3 separate regions of the Zea mays genome follow, and regions 1 and 2 are each linked to region 3. Evidence: chromatin contacts called from public Hi-C data. All regions are on one chromosome and are shown on one strand. Each heading gives the region's core, a stretch centred on a gene start, on an enhancer-like site or on the middle of the called end of the contact. The rest is flanking DNA. Distances are from core to core; before and after follow the strand shown. Region 1 has its middle 13 kb from the start of LOC103650483. Region 2 holds the start of LOC100217281 (Protein tesmin/TSO1-like CXC 4). Region 3 has its middle 110 kb from the start of LOC103652148.

What was found. A called contact is a pair of places that touch in the nucleus more often than the background predicts.
Region 1: a contact with region 3 is called in a Hi-C map of ear, with 2.0 times the contacts expected there. The contact joins two enhancer-like sites. A contact is called at or near these places in 3 of 25 Hi-C or Micro-C datasets (bundle sheath, ear and endosperm).
Region 2: a Hi-C map of tassel shows a contact between it and region 3, with 2.3 times the contacts expected there. The contact joins the promoter of LOC100217281 here to the enhancer-like site in region 3. A contact is called at or near these places in 2 of 25 Hi-C or Micro-C datasets (endosperm and tassel).

What each region holds. Positions count from the first base shown.
Region 1 is chr3:122,031,162-122,035,749 of Zm-B73-REFERENCE-NAM-5.0, reverse strand. No RefSeq gene overlaps it. Among protein-coding and RNA genes, the nearest start is that of LOC103650483, 13 kb to the left of the region's middle. Within about 2 kb of position 1,774, at least 16 of the 20 cell types and tissues checked have an H3K27ac peak or open chromatin away from gene starts, as enhancers often do. A contact at or near this core is called in bundle sheath and ear, where this site is marked.
Region 2 is chr3:121,287,089-121,291,842 of Zm-B73-REFERENCE-NAM-5.0, reverse strand. It overlaps LOC100217281 (Protein tesmin/TSO1-like CXC 4), which reads left to right and starts at 2,778. Exons shown (of 6, transcript NM_001143632.1): 1 at 2,778-3,078; 2 at 3,244-3,309; 3 at 4,553-4,703. The coding sequence starts at 2,876. It overlaps LOC100216775, which reads left to right. Exons shown (of 11, transcript NM_001317372.1): 9 at 553-718; 10 at 820-1,228; 11 at 1,316-1,930. The coding sequence ends at 1,207.
Region 3 is chr3:121,768,112-121,772,805 of Zm-B73-REFERENCE-NAM-5.0, reverse strand. No RefSeq gene overlaps it. Among protein-coding and RNA genes, the nearest start is that of LOC103652148, 110 kb to the right of the region's middle. Within about 2 kb of position 3,070, at least 18 of the 20 cell types and tissues checked have an H3K27ac peak or open chromatin away from gene starts, as enhancers often do. A contact at or near this core is called in bundle sheath, ear and tassel, where this site is marked.

The DNA of each region.
Region 1 (4,588 bases), core at 525-3,024, 260 kb before region 3:
AAGGAGTTATGATTTATGGAAGATAAATGTGAATTAACGATTAAACAATATTGTAAATTGATTAGTATACATCATATGAGAGAGTATCTTACAAATAATTAAATCAACTTTAATCTAAGTCATTACTTGATTATAAATTATCTTTTAGGCCAAAGATAGCCATAAGATCAGGATACTATATTAATATTAATATTAGGATAATCTGATCGAGAAAACATAGATTAGTCAAATTAGTTACCTAATTATAAAAGTATGGGATATCATATAATCAATGTTTCTATTGCGTAGTAGATATTTATATGAAGCTAATGCAACTTGAACGGATTGATTCGGAGTCAAAATGGGGAAGTTATGAATTTTCAAAGTTATAGGTGCTAGGTACAAGATTAATTAGGAGATTAATTTTAATATGGTTTTCATGTCAAAACAGAGACACTAGTTGATAAACACTAATATTACAAAAATATAGAAATTGGAAAGGATCAATTTGGACTTAATATGAATTTTCTATGAATTATACAAGTTTCTAGTATTGTTTTTGTTCTAAAAATCATTTTCTAAAATTTATTATCTAATTTCTCTGTTCTCTGGACTATGCGCATAAAACAGATAAGCACAGGGTTTACTACGTAAATATTTCCAAGACTCATAACTTCCCCGCGATGGACCACAAGTTTATTATGAAGAACCCCGAGGGCTCTTTAGCAACATTACCACGACGAAGGGTTATGGTTAACTCTCGGCCGCCCGATCCACTACGGACGACACAGACTAGAAGCCATCAATACTGAACCGGTATGAAGCTACGTCCGTCAGATTAAAGATCGACGATCAGAGTTTTATGAATTGAGATCTAATAGGAATCGAACAGATCGCATCCAACGACCAAATTGTTCACACCGCAGCTATACCCCACACTCTAATCCCGGTCGTTCATCACGTATTCAACAACAAGATCACTCTCTTCCCCCACCCGATAACCTAGAGTGGCAACACAGGCTTACTCGTGGCGGCGCCATGGCTGGAACAGCGGCCAGCCCGCCTAAGAATGCTATTTCCTATTCGAAATATGGTTATACCGAATTGGGGACATGAGGAAGCTGCGGGAAAGGCTCTCACGGGATTCACAAGGTAGTTTCTCACGGCCACGACGTGCTGTAGATGGTTGATGAAGTTAAGTAACGACGAGAAATTCGGCGAGCTCTGACCGATCATCCAGTCGGGAAGCATCTCGTCATAACTCCATACCTCCATGCAATGCTTCCAGACCACTCGCAGAGAACCACATGGCTTGACTGACGAGAATTGACGTCGAGGTCAAGATACGGCGGCGACGGCGCTCTCCTCCCGGTAGATGGTGGCTCCGGTTGCGATCCCACGAGACGAGGAGGAGGAACAGGTGGCCCGATGATATAGGCGCGAGAAGGCGAACTTGGCATGCAACGACCACATGAGATTTCCCTGGCGCACTGGGTTTGTTACGAGGTTGTCGGTGCTATCTCCGATCCGAAGATGACGATCAGGAGGGACCCGACATGTGGCCCCAATCGTTGATGACCCAAGGGAAGAGGTGCGCGTCACCAACAGCGTGTGTGGATGAGCTGCGTGAGATCGAATGGGCCGATTCCGATTTTGGGGGTGAAGAATCGGTCGGAGGAGCGCGAGATGCACGCGACATCTGTTGCAAACGGCCAACGAAGAAGGAGGAGCTGACCGGGGTGGCCCACCAGTCAGTGGTGTGAGTGGCGCGTGAGGTGAGAGGCTGGCGCGAGTGGCCTACACGGCAGCGACACACGGTGCGCGGGCGCGGAGTGGGTATCCTAGGCCGTCTACATGGTGGTAGGTGGGCCGCGGTGGGATTTGGCTGGGCCAGCGGGTGCGTGATATTGGGCCAGGAAAATAGTTTTGGCCCAAAAAGCTGATAGGCTCTTTTCTTTTTAATATTTTTCTGTTTTCTTTTGTTTTCCTTTTATTTCCAAATCTAGAATTTGAATTCAAACCTCACAGCAAAATTTGTACTCAAATTAAATTTTCATCTTGAACATATCAGTAGAATGAATTTAGTTAATTATGGATTTATTTTGGGTTTTATAATATTTCTTCCCCCTTTTTCCACTTTTGAATTTCAAACTTCAAATTTAGGTTTTATCCCAAACCTTTGACTCATTATTATACTTTTATTAGTGTTATTGTTAAATGCACAAACAAAAACTCCAAGCATGAGTGTAAAGTCTATTTACTTCTTACTTTACTTAATGCCTCTCAATATAATATTGATAAAGGGGTATTTACTCAAATAAATAGGAAATTCTCCAATTCATTAATTTTTTCTGAGTTTAAATTAAATTTAAAAGTTCCGTCTAGATTTGAGTCATCTAAATTTAATACTATCCTTATATATCAATAACCATTTAAATAAATGCTTATAGTTTTTCATTTTAATGAAATGAGTAATCTCTTAGTTGGATAGAAAAACTTTCTATTACTTCTTTCTCTTCATTAATTCTTGGTTTCGAAATTCAGTCCTCAAAATTCAAAGTTCAAGTATAATTTGAGATATCTCACTTTACTATTTATTTCTTTATTCATTTATTTTATTTATTTTTTATACAATTTTTTGGGCTTTACAAATCCTACCCCCTTTAACAGAAATCTCGTCCTCGATATTTGTATGAAAAGGGATACATAAGGATTGGTTTGTAATTCGGCTTTTAGTCTATAATTGGTTCAAAAATCCAGAGTCTCGTTTTTTATAGTCAATAGTGGGTGATTAGGAGAGCATAGGTATCCAACTACTTATTATGTAGGACATAAGCTAGACAGGTTGATGTAATAAATATTATGGCAAGGAAAGACTTCGTCCGAAAGGTTTAAGTCTTGATTCGTCTCGAGATTCGCTTTGACTGTTATCTCCTTCCTTGTTGAGGTTGATCTTTTCTTCTTCGGTCTTGGTCTCATTGATTCGAGGTTAATGTATATCAGCAGAGTTGGGGCATATGGTTGAAATAGTTATGGGTGAGATGGACTACATGATATAGGTCAAAAGTTTGTTTGATGTTAGGCGGGGATAGATAGATTATACATTTCATCATGACTCTATTGGTTGGGTCAGATCTCATATATGTGACTGAGTTGGTCTACTGTACTGAGTTAAGTTAACACCTAGCTAGTAGGGTTTAATCTCTTCTTTCTTGAGCTATGGTGTCTCCTTCCGGGTTTAGGACAGGAGGTTAAGATAGTTTTGTAGGTAACATATGGATAGAGGGTTTAGTAGGTAGCTATATGCTAGATGGGATTAGTTATGTAACCTGTTTTGTAGGACAAGTTGTTGGGTATGGCCGAGTTGATCTAAGTCACCAATTTAAGCGTAAGTGAATTAGGAGTATGGCCTTATCTTTTGTACCAGCATTAAGTAACTCAATCTAGATGAGATCATATTAGGTTAGATAGGTCTACTTTCTTCTACCAGTATCACTAATCTGTTTAAGTAGACCACATTAGACTAGATCGTACTAGATCACATTAGATTCTATAATCCTATTCAAAAATATCATTTAGTTGAGCATAACAAGCTGACTTTATCTTTATGAAATTCTAGTATTTTTAGTGGAACTTCCCATTAGTATTTCTTTATATACACCTAAAATTTTCATACCATTAGCAGGTGTGGCATAGGAAACAAGGGTACATCAGGTTTTAGCTACTAGGTGAGTGTAGGGAAGATTTGGGGAATAAGGAAAATTAGGGGAATAAGGAAAATTAGGTAAGGGAGACTTTTATTCCGGATGGTGGATCTTGATTCATCTGAAGATCTATTTCTACTCATATCCTTCATTGTCGAGGTTAACCTTCTTCTTGGGTCTGATTTAGGGACCATCAGTTGTGGTGTTAAATGCCATTATCTGATTTGAGATAACAATTGCGGGTACATGGGGTAGGTAGGTTAAACAAAGTTTTACTTTGCTTTTGGGATAAATGGGTTGGGAACCTATAACATAAGCTAGGTCATGGTTTCATGAACGAGTTGGTTTAAGACACCAATTTAGGTTTAAAACCCATTTATAAGAATATGGTCCAATCTATGTTACCAGTATTAACTAACTTGTTTAAGTAATTCCCTTTAGATTGGATCATATTAGATTAGGTAGGGTCTAGATTAGATTTCATATAACTAGATTAGACTAGTTTAAGTTAGATAGATCTACCAGGGTAAGATATGTATTATTAGGATATGTTAGAATCTTTTGAGATATGATGGATTACATGATGTTGGTTGGTTAGAATCTCTGTTAGGTTAAAATAGAGGGGTTATGCAACCATCAAATGGTTAAGGTAGTTGCATAAGACCGAGTTGGTCGGTCGTTCTTAATTTAGTGTATGAATTAAGTTAAAACATATTTTATACGAGTAGAGTCTCATTTATTTCATCAGTATTATCCTTCTTGTTAAGCAACTTACATTACATTAGCTCCACTTTAGCCTTTGTTAGGTTAGATTAATCTATCACATTAGATCAGATCTAAGTTATATTTGTGTGACTAGATTAGACTAAATAAGATCTCATTATTTTGGATTAGATCCTGGTTGT
Region 2 (4,754 bases), core at 1,529-4,028, 480 kb after region 3:
TACAGACTAGCACAATAAGGGGCTTATATTTCCGCCCCGAATAACAGAAGCTACCAATATTCAAGGAAATCTAAACAAACTCTTCTATTTTAAACTGAGCAAGCACTTATCTGCATGCTGATAGCCAAACTTATCCTTCCTTCTGCGCCTCTGCTGCTGGCTCGCCCTCTGGCTGCCCAGGGGTGCCCATACACCTTGCCTATCATAACATGCTGCTTCAGTTTGGAGTTGCAGTCTTTGTCTGTTAATTGGTGTTCTTCTATATTATCAATAGTAACTCCATTACTTGGTGAAAATTTCATAAGATTAGCTTGTGTTGTATGATCTATGATGTTTGGTTGGTTTAAAGCAAGCTGCTTACATTTAGCTATATCATTCTGAAAGGGTGCCCTATACAATACTAGATCTGAACTTTGGGTTATTATATGAAGTAATAGTCTATGGTTAGCTTAGCTATTTCAATTTGTCTCAGTAACTAACCATGTCTTACATTCTGCTATCCATAAAAAACTACTATTTCTCTAAAGTTTTTTTTTTGAAATCTTATTCAAGGGGCTGCCGTGTTAAGCATAGAGGAACCTAAGCAGGGATTGGAAGAAAAGGATGTTTGTGTGAAAGAAGAGAAAAGTGAAATCGAGAAACAGCTTGTTGTCTACCAAACTCCTGATGATGCTCCTGCTGAAAATGTACTGACCACACCTTCCATGGTGCAGTGCAGGTTTGTATGCTGTATTTTTGCACGATACACATATGTTACTGCGAATCCTGCCTCTTATGCAATGTAATATACTGAATCTTAATGCATCTTGCTCTTCCCAGACCCTTGGCTTGTCGTCCACCCCCAAGCTCCAAGAAAAGCTCCAAAAAACCACGATCTTCAACAAAACTCACTGGACATCCTTCGCGGTTGTGCAACTTACAAGCTCCTCCGAAGACCGACACTATGCTCTCCCCATTCGAAAACTACGCGGAAATGGTCCTTGGTGATAGCACATCGGATATCCTCAAGGGAAATTCATCTCCTCAAACTTCTGTTAAAGTGGTGTCACCAAACAAGAAGCGAATCTCTCCCCTGCGAATGGGTACCGGGCTATCTCCAATCTGTAGGAGTGGCAGGAAGCTGATTTTAAAGTCCATTCCTTCTTTCCCTTCCCTTGGCGGTGATGTAAACAATGAGGATCCAGAAACCAAGTTGCCAGCCCCTTGAATTTACCATATTTTGTCACTGGTAAACTTCCTTGCCTCTGTTTTCTGTTATTACCGTTGCTTCTTGTTGAGATGTTAATCCTTTCCTTTCCCTGTCTCAACTCATCAGGTTTATTTCTACCATACCATCTGATAGTGGACAGCCAAGCGACTTTCCTTTCATCATTTCTATCTCTCTCGATCAATGATTATTTATGTACTGCTATAATAATCTGCCGCGTGCTGGCAAAATTCTGCCTCCCTAGAACAACCAATGGCATTTGGTTTGCTGGTAAATTATCTCTTGGCTCCGTGTGTTCCCTGTGGCTGTCTGTCTATAATTTATGTTCATTATTTTGTTCCGGAGACCGAAGAATCTGAGGACTTGTATGTATCTGGGATCAAGATGTGAATCTCGCATGTACCAGATGACAGAACTGTTAAGACTTATATTTGTCTGAGGTTAAACTGCAAGACTTTTATTTAAGCTAGAACTTTGATCACTATAGGATATGGCATGATATAGCAGGGCTCTTGAGATGCATTCTCTTGTGCGTGCTTGGTAACTGTAGTCGTGCAACTGTTGACGGCGTTTGTTCAGAACAAGTGGTTGATGAATTTGAAGATGGTTTAGGGAGTGGGAATGATTTTGTTTGTGTGCGTGCGAACTTGTAAAATCTCCGTGTATGAACTGGCAATGCTTTTATGGTATTGATCATCTGCGGTGTGTTAACTGAGTGCAAAATATGGTATTTGTGAATTGTGATGTGCGATGCAAATTCAGAAGAACACATCCTTTTTCGCTGTAAAAACATCGTCCATGCTCCTAATAAACTGAGCAAAGAATCAGATGAAAGCCTGGACCCAATTCCTTGGCAATTTGTTGGCAGCCACCACCATATATACTCACGCCCCAATTCCAGCTAGCGATAGAATCCATGGCTAACGGCACTCATCGATAACGACATGCGCCTTGGCGGTAACCTGAATGCAACACTATTGGCTATCCACACTCATGGATTCGTTTCGCCACACGCATAGATTTGTTCATAGATTTGTGGGAATTGATATGAGCATACGGTTTAGATTGAAGCCAACTGATTAGGGCATGTACAGTGGAGAGACACCAAAACGGTTCTCCAAGCACAGGAGACAACTAAGAGACTATATTGTACAATGGAGTGTCTATAAACGTAGTCTATTAATAAATACAGAATTAAATGTATTTGTATAGCATCAGATAGATAGAACAGACGACAAATTCGTACAGTGGGAAGTGAGACGTCTGTTGTTACTTGGTTTACGAGCCAGAGGCGTCTCTTCACGGAGAGACGGCTCTAACATTTTTTTGCAAATAACCCCCTAAAACACCTTAAGAGCCCCCACATTAAACACCACTGTACATGCCCTCAGTAGAGCGAACAGGCCAGAGAGAAACCCTGGTCGAAACCGAACCAGAGGATCCAACAGCGATCGGGGCCGTCCCAGCAGCGAGCGCGAATCTCAAAGCCCCTAACCCCCATTTCATCTCACTAGTTGGCTTTCCTTTCCTCCTCGTGCGGCCGTAGCACCGTGCCCCTCTCGAGTTCCGACTCCCGCAGTCCGCACCTCTCGCGCTCGCCTTCGCTTTGTCGCCACGGCGAGCCCCACGCCGCCGATCGGGGCGCCGCAAGCGGCGGCGCCCGTTCCGATGGACGCGGATGTGGGGGCGGGGGCGACGAATCAACCGTGGCCGGAGCCCGACGACGCGCACCTCTCCCCGCCTCCGCCTCCGCCTCCGCCTCCCGCCTCCGCCCCGACTCCAGCCGCCGAGGCTGCCGCGCCCACCGCCTCCGCGGCCGTATCGCCGCCAGCGCCGGCGGAGGCGAACGGCAACTCCGACAGGAAGAGGAGGTCCGTGCGCCTCCTCCCTCTTCTCTCTCCCTTTCCCGCACTGTTTCGGCCGCGCGCCCGGTCTCCTCTTTCGTTTCGCTGCGTGCGATCCGCTCCCGCTTACACTCTCTCCCTCCGTCCCTCTGTTTTTTTTCCCTCTTTGCTGGGTGGGTGGATGTGGATCAGGAGGAAGGCGGACGACGGGGACGGGTGCAAGGCCTGCAGCTGCAAGAAGTCCAGGTGCCTCAAGCTGTAAGTTTACCCCTTTCGCCCCTGGCCTGCACTGCACTGCCTTCTCCATTGCTCCGTTCGAGCCCCCCCGCGCAGTGTACGTGCCACCGTGGGATGAGGTGTGGCTAGAGAAGAAAACGAGCTCTTCACTCCCACATGTCGTCGTCAGTGTGCGCCTAGGATGTCTGTACCGTTTTTGGTTCGGTGCTGATTCGGTTTGCTGTCGCTGACGAATCCAGTGCTGTTTCTAGGCAGATGTTTTAGGTTTAATCTGATTAGTCTTGCATGTTTCAAATGTACGGTACTTTTTTCTTTTTTTCTTTGTTTCGTCAATCTCACACCGCCTAGTAGCAAAATGCCGCGGTTTTATTGAGCTCCCAGTAACCCCCGCTCGTAACTGGATGTACATTAATGAGAAGAGGCCGGTTCCATTGTTGGTTCCAAGTTGACCAGTGCTTCTAGGTTTACTATATCCTACTGCAAGGCTGCACTTGCACGGCGGAAGAACAGGCTGCTGCATTTCCCGGTGTGTCCGTGATCTGCCTATTTGGATGTAATGCTGTGTACCGCTCGTCCTGTGGAGGGAGCTAAGTTTGCTGATGAGGGTTCCACATAAATGCAATTATGGCAATAAAGGTGAACACTGAACCGATGTTTTCAAGTTATAAAGTCAGGTTGAGTTGCCTGGGCACTTGATCACTAGCCAAATAGTCAGCTACACTGCTACAGCCTACAGGAATGATTAGTCTGGTGTCCTGTTGGCTCATGCTGCCTACTGCCGAGCTGGTTAGTTGTACCTGATTGTAAACCCAGTTAACTCATGTGCTGAGGGCATTAACATCTTGCAGAGCATGGGATAGAAACTGCAATGTGTGTGTACATGTATAAGCTGATTTCTAATGGGCTCAAATACTACTGGGACAAAATTGCCAAGTTCAAGCTACTGGCTGCAAGTCTGCCGCCCAGACTTGGCAAACTAATTGTGACTACGATTAGCCTACCGGCTGATATATGATATCTAGTCACTGTACCTGATCAAATCCAATTACTGATATGTTGATGAATCATGGACTAACTGTGATTAATTGGTTGAGTTGTAAACACTGTGCTAAACCAACTGCGCTGGTTTATGCACACACATGTGGTCCTACGCAGGCATGCAATCTCCGCACCTGAGCATGTGTGCTTGTGCCTTTGTGTTTTTTTCTTGCTAATTTAAGTTCTCTTCTGTGTATAATTCATTATCTGTGTTGTTCTGTAACAGTTATTGCGTGTGCTATGCTTCCGGGTCACATTGTACTGAATTATGTGGATGCGAACCTTGTCATAACAAGCCACCTCAAGGTGCTCCATGGACTGCACCAGTTTTACCTCTGAAACCTGTCCAAACATTGGAGGCTGGTCAAGAAATAGTGGTATGAATTTCTTCTTACGTCACCTTATCTATATCTATTTGAACTTTTTCA
Region 3 (4,694 bases), core at 1,821-4,320:
TAAAACCACTCGCTGTTCCAGCCAGTTGGCCACTTGGTGCGATAGCTGAGGACCGGAGCTTTCATATCCTTGCGATACGCGAAGTTATAACAACCAAAATTTTCATGCAACCCATCTTCTCTGGCCTTCGTTTGGTAATGCAGCTCATGAACTCGGCAAAAAGCTTCACCATTTGGGTCCATCCCTTGGCTTCGAAGGGCCCAGATGAAAATGATGAGCCTAACGATGGCGTTAGGGGTCAGCTGATGAAGAAAAATCTCAAAATTATCCAAAACTTCTCCAATCATCTCGTTCAAAGGAAACCTTAATCCTGCCCTGAAAAAGCTTTTGAAAACCACTATTTCGTCGTCCTTCAGCTCTAGAGTGGTTTCTTCTCCGGCAAAACGAATAAGCTTCTTTTTAGCTTCTCCGAAGTAACCCAGCTTCATCATCATGGGCATGTCGGCTTCAGACACAGTAGATTTTTCAAAATCCAAGTGGCTGGGTTTTGACGGGGTTAGAATGTTATAATCCTCTTCTTCTTCATCAGCGTTTTCTTCCTCAACATCAGCTTGTTCAGCTTCGGCAGCAGGTGCACCTTCTTCAAAGACTCCCTCCGTCACAACTAAGCCTGATTGTATCATGACCTCGGAGATCGGGGCTGTCTCGGTGGCTTCAGTCTCCTCTCCTTCACGGGTCACCCTCGCGGTCGAGCGTACTCTAGCCATCTGGTGATGAATCCTTTGCGATTTTTACGAAGCTGATGTTTTTTATAGTTTTGACGAAGCTCCCTTTTTTACGAAGCTAATTCAAAGTGATGATTCGCTCAAGAATGCGGTGAAAAAGCTTTGGCTATGCTTAAATTTTTCAACAGCACAACAGTGCAATGACAATGAATGTTGTGGTAACTTCACACCTACATGTCTGTTTATATAGTGCAGCAGGTGGGAAGGTCAATCGCCAAGTCGCCCGCACCCGCCGAACATTCACCCGCACCCGCTAAATGGTGGACCATTACCCGCTGCGTGGTGGGCCACCTCGCACCCGGAATACTTTAATCGTTTCTCGGCAACGAGCTCAGGGAAGGTGTTTTTCGGACCTTCGGCATTCCGAAGCCTTGAAGATTTTTCACGGATCAAGCTCGTTATGAAAATAATCTAGCACCACGAAGGGGCTACTGTTGGGGACCTGCTTCATCGCCGAAGGTCTTTTAAGAAGAAACACCTTTGGAAGATCAGCACATAAGCAAATACAGCACGAAGGTACATGCCGAAGCTACCATCCAGGGAGCTTCGGCATAGTGACATGCCTTGAGACGAAGAGCTACACCGACTTAAAGAGGAAAAGACCAATCGGTCCACGATAATTTGTGTCATGATTGTAACTAGTTGTCGAGGACATAAATGTAATTTTGACCGGGCTACGTCCCGTGCCTATAAATAGGTGAACCGTACCCCCGTACCGTTCACGCTGGCTTGTATTCGCTCGTGCGTCACGCTTGGACTTTTGTCTTCTATCAAGCCGAAGGTACAAATGTAATTCAATATTGTTCTTATTCATCTATGATGATATAATAAAGATATATTAATGATATCATATGATTATTCATGTTATTTCTCATGCTTCATATGCTTCTTCTTTCATTAACATATACTGTGATGATGAAGGTACGTCCTTCATGACCTTCGTCCGAAGATCCTTATATCCTAATGGAAATAATGCTTCGAAGGACGAAGGGCATTAACCATTAACCTCTTTTTGTGTTGCCTTGTTCTTAACTCATAGCATTTGAGAACAAGTCCCCAACATTAACAAGGGGTCTCATTCCTCCCTTGTGGTGGCACGTGTTTCTCAAGTTAAGCTCCATGTTCCAATTAACAATAATATAATGATCTTGACATGAACATAAATAAAATAACATAATAATTGGAACATGGACATAATGTAGTATTAATCCCAAAACCATATAAAGCAATAGCAAAAACTACCCATGTGATTCAGGGGTAAACAAGGTAAAAATGATAAACAGACTAGGGTGACCTATTGGGTCCCATCAAAATTAAACATATGCATTGAATAATGATAATAAAGAATATTATTGGGTAACAAAAGTGGATCAAGGGCACAACTTGCCTGGCACTTGAGATTCCAGTTACCAGGGTGATTCTTCAGATCCTCGTAACCTCGCGCTAGTTGTGGCAATACAAATAGACATGGTATAGACAGAATTAACATCACACCAAACATAAGAATAAAGTGCACAATAATAATTTACGCGTTTCTACGGGATCGTGGGATCGAGAACCACTAAAATCGGAGTTATGATTAAGGAGTTATGATTTCATGGAGGATTTATGTGATTACACTGTTAAACTATATTATAAATTGGTTAATACAAATCATATGAGAGATTATTCTCTAAATAACTATCTACACTTTAATCCAAATTATAAATTGACCTTAGTTCATATTTTAGTATATTATAATGGTAAGTAGATTAACAAGACTAACCACATGGGTTAAATAAAGACCTAATTATAAAATAATGAGTCATGGTATAATAAATGTTGTTATTGCATAGTAAATATTTATACGAGACTAACGCAACTTGAACGGATCGAATCGTAATTAAAACGAAGACGTTATGAATTTCCAAGGGTTTTATGTATTTGATATAGGATTAATTAGGAAATAAATTTTAATACCATTTTCATGTAAAAACAGAGACATAGGGTGATAAACAACAATATTACAAAATTATAGAGACTGAAATGGGTCGATTTGGACTAAGTATGCATTTTGTATGAATTAATCAAATTCTAGCAATTATTTCTCTATTAAAAATCCAATTCTAAATCCCTTTCTCTGATTTGATAGTACCCTGGTTTCCACGCATGATAAACAGAGAACCCAGGGGCTGGGACGCAAAAACTCTAAGACTCAGTGAGTAGCGCGAGAGGACCGTGAGTTGATAATTAAAATTTCCAGGGGCTCTTTAGTGAAATGGCATGGCGAAGAGGTATGGAGCGATTCACAACCGTTCGATACACTCCCCGTGGACCAGATTAGATCCAAGCCCAACCAGACCGGTATGCCATTAGGACCGTCCGATCCCGATTTGACGTTCCAGCACTGCTCACCCGAGCCATTACCCCGCGTGAGACCACAACCGTCCATCCGAAAACAGACGACCGAGGCATCCCCAACCATGGATCTAATCTTAGCCACTCTATTAAAGATCTACAGTGCTGGTATTTCTTCTCTCACCCGAGGCCGGACACGGCGGCGCCCAGTACCCGTGGCGGCATGACCCGTGGGAGTACCAAGCCAAGCACCATGGTCCACCAAGTTCTATCCTACTAGAGTCTACTTGCAACAGGGAGGGTGACGAAGCCCAGGAGTGAGGTCTTACCGAAGTTTTCCTGCGACGAGACCCCCGGTGACGGCAATGGAGGACGCGACCGTGATCCGCCAACTCCGGCGAGAAATCTAATGGCGCTCGACTGCTGCCCTGGCACCGCGACCCCCAAATTTGACCGTCCGGTTCAAGCAAGAAAATGTCGGGCACTCCCCGCCGTGGGTTTGACAATGGAAGCACGCCCTCTTCCGCCCTTCGAGGCACTCTCTGCCCGGCGGCTAATCCCTCTGTTTCTATTTGCTCTAATCACTCCATGCGTCGCGAGAACCCGGTACTTATGCTCCTGGATACCTCCCATGTGCACCGAGTAGGTTGCAACTACCTAGCCGCTTCCCTCGGGCGGAACCCGATTATCTAACGTGGTCAGGCACCCGCGGATTCCGCGCGCGCGCAGCACACGGGCGCAGCCACGTGCGAGAGGAAGAACCGGGCGCGAGCGTGGAACAAGGAGGAAAGAGACCGGTGGCCGAGAAAATTGGAGTTCGTTGTGGGGTTGTTGCTAGGATTGCCCTGGCTGCGAGCTCAGGCACCGGTGGAGTTCTCAGCAGCGGGTTCGGAGAAGAACGATCCGATTGAGAGGTCCCACGCGTCAGTCAAAGTGTGTGGCAAGAGTGAATGACCGAGCGGACCCCACGAGTCAGCGACGTAGGTGAACGGCTGAGCGCTGGAGCGCGGGTCCCACCGTACAGCGGTATGTGCGCATGTGACTGAGAGGAGTGAGGCTGGCGGCTAGGGCTTGCCGCGGTGGAGGCGTGTGCGGGGGGATTGGAAGCGGGCCGGCGTGGGGAGGGAAGGAGGTTGGGCCGAAATGGGTGAAGTTGGCCCAGCTGCAGGTTTTTCCTTTTTCTTTTTTTTATTTTCCTCTTGCTTTTCCTTTTCTTTTAATTTCTAGAATTCAAATTTGAATCCAGTTTTTAAATGTGAATTTATATTCATTTTAAATGTACAATTTGAGCCTAATAATTTGGAAGGTCCAATTATTTTTATACATATTTCTTTATTTTGTATAACATTTTCCTCTCTTCTCTAAACTCTAATTCTAGAATTCCAAATTTGAACATTGATGTCTTTCTATAGATTTCTTTACTACTAATTTATGCACACACAATTACACTCCAACATGATGCACTAGATATATATCTATTTTAATTATTTTATTTATTTAGTAAATGTTTGAAGTATAAAACACACTCAAATTGTTTTCTCTCTTTTTAGACAAAATAGTATTTTGAATGTAAAATAATAAGTAAAAGTTACTTCAAACTAACTATTCATGTAAATAAATGCTCTTGGTGTA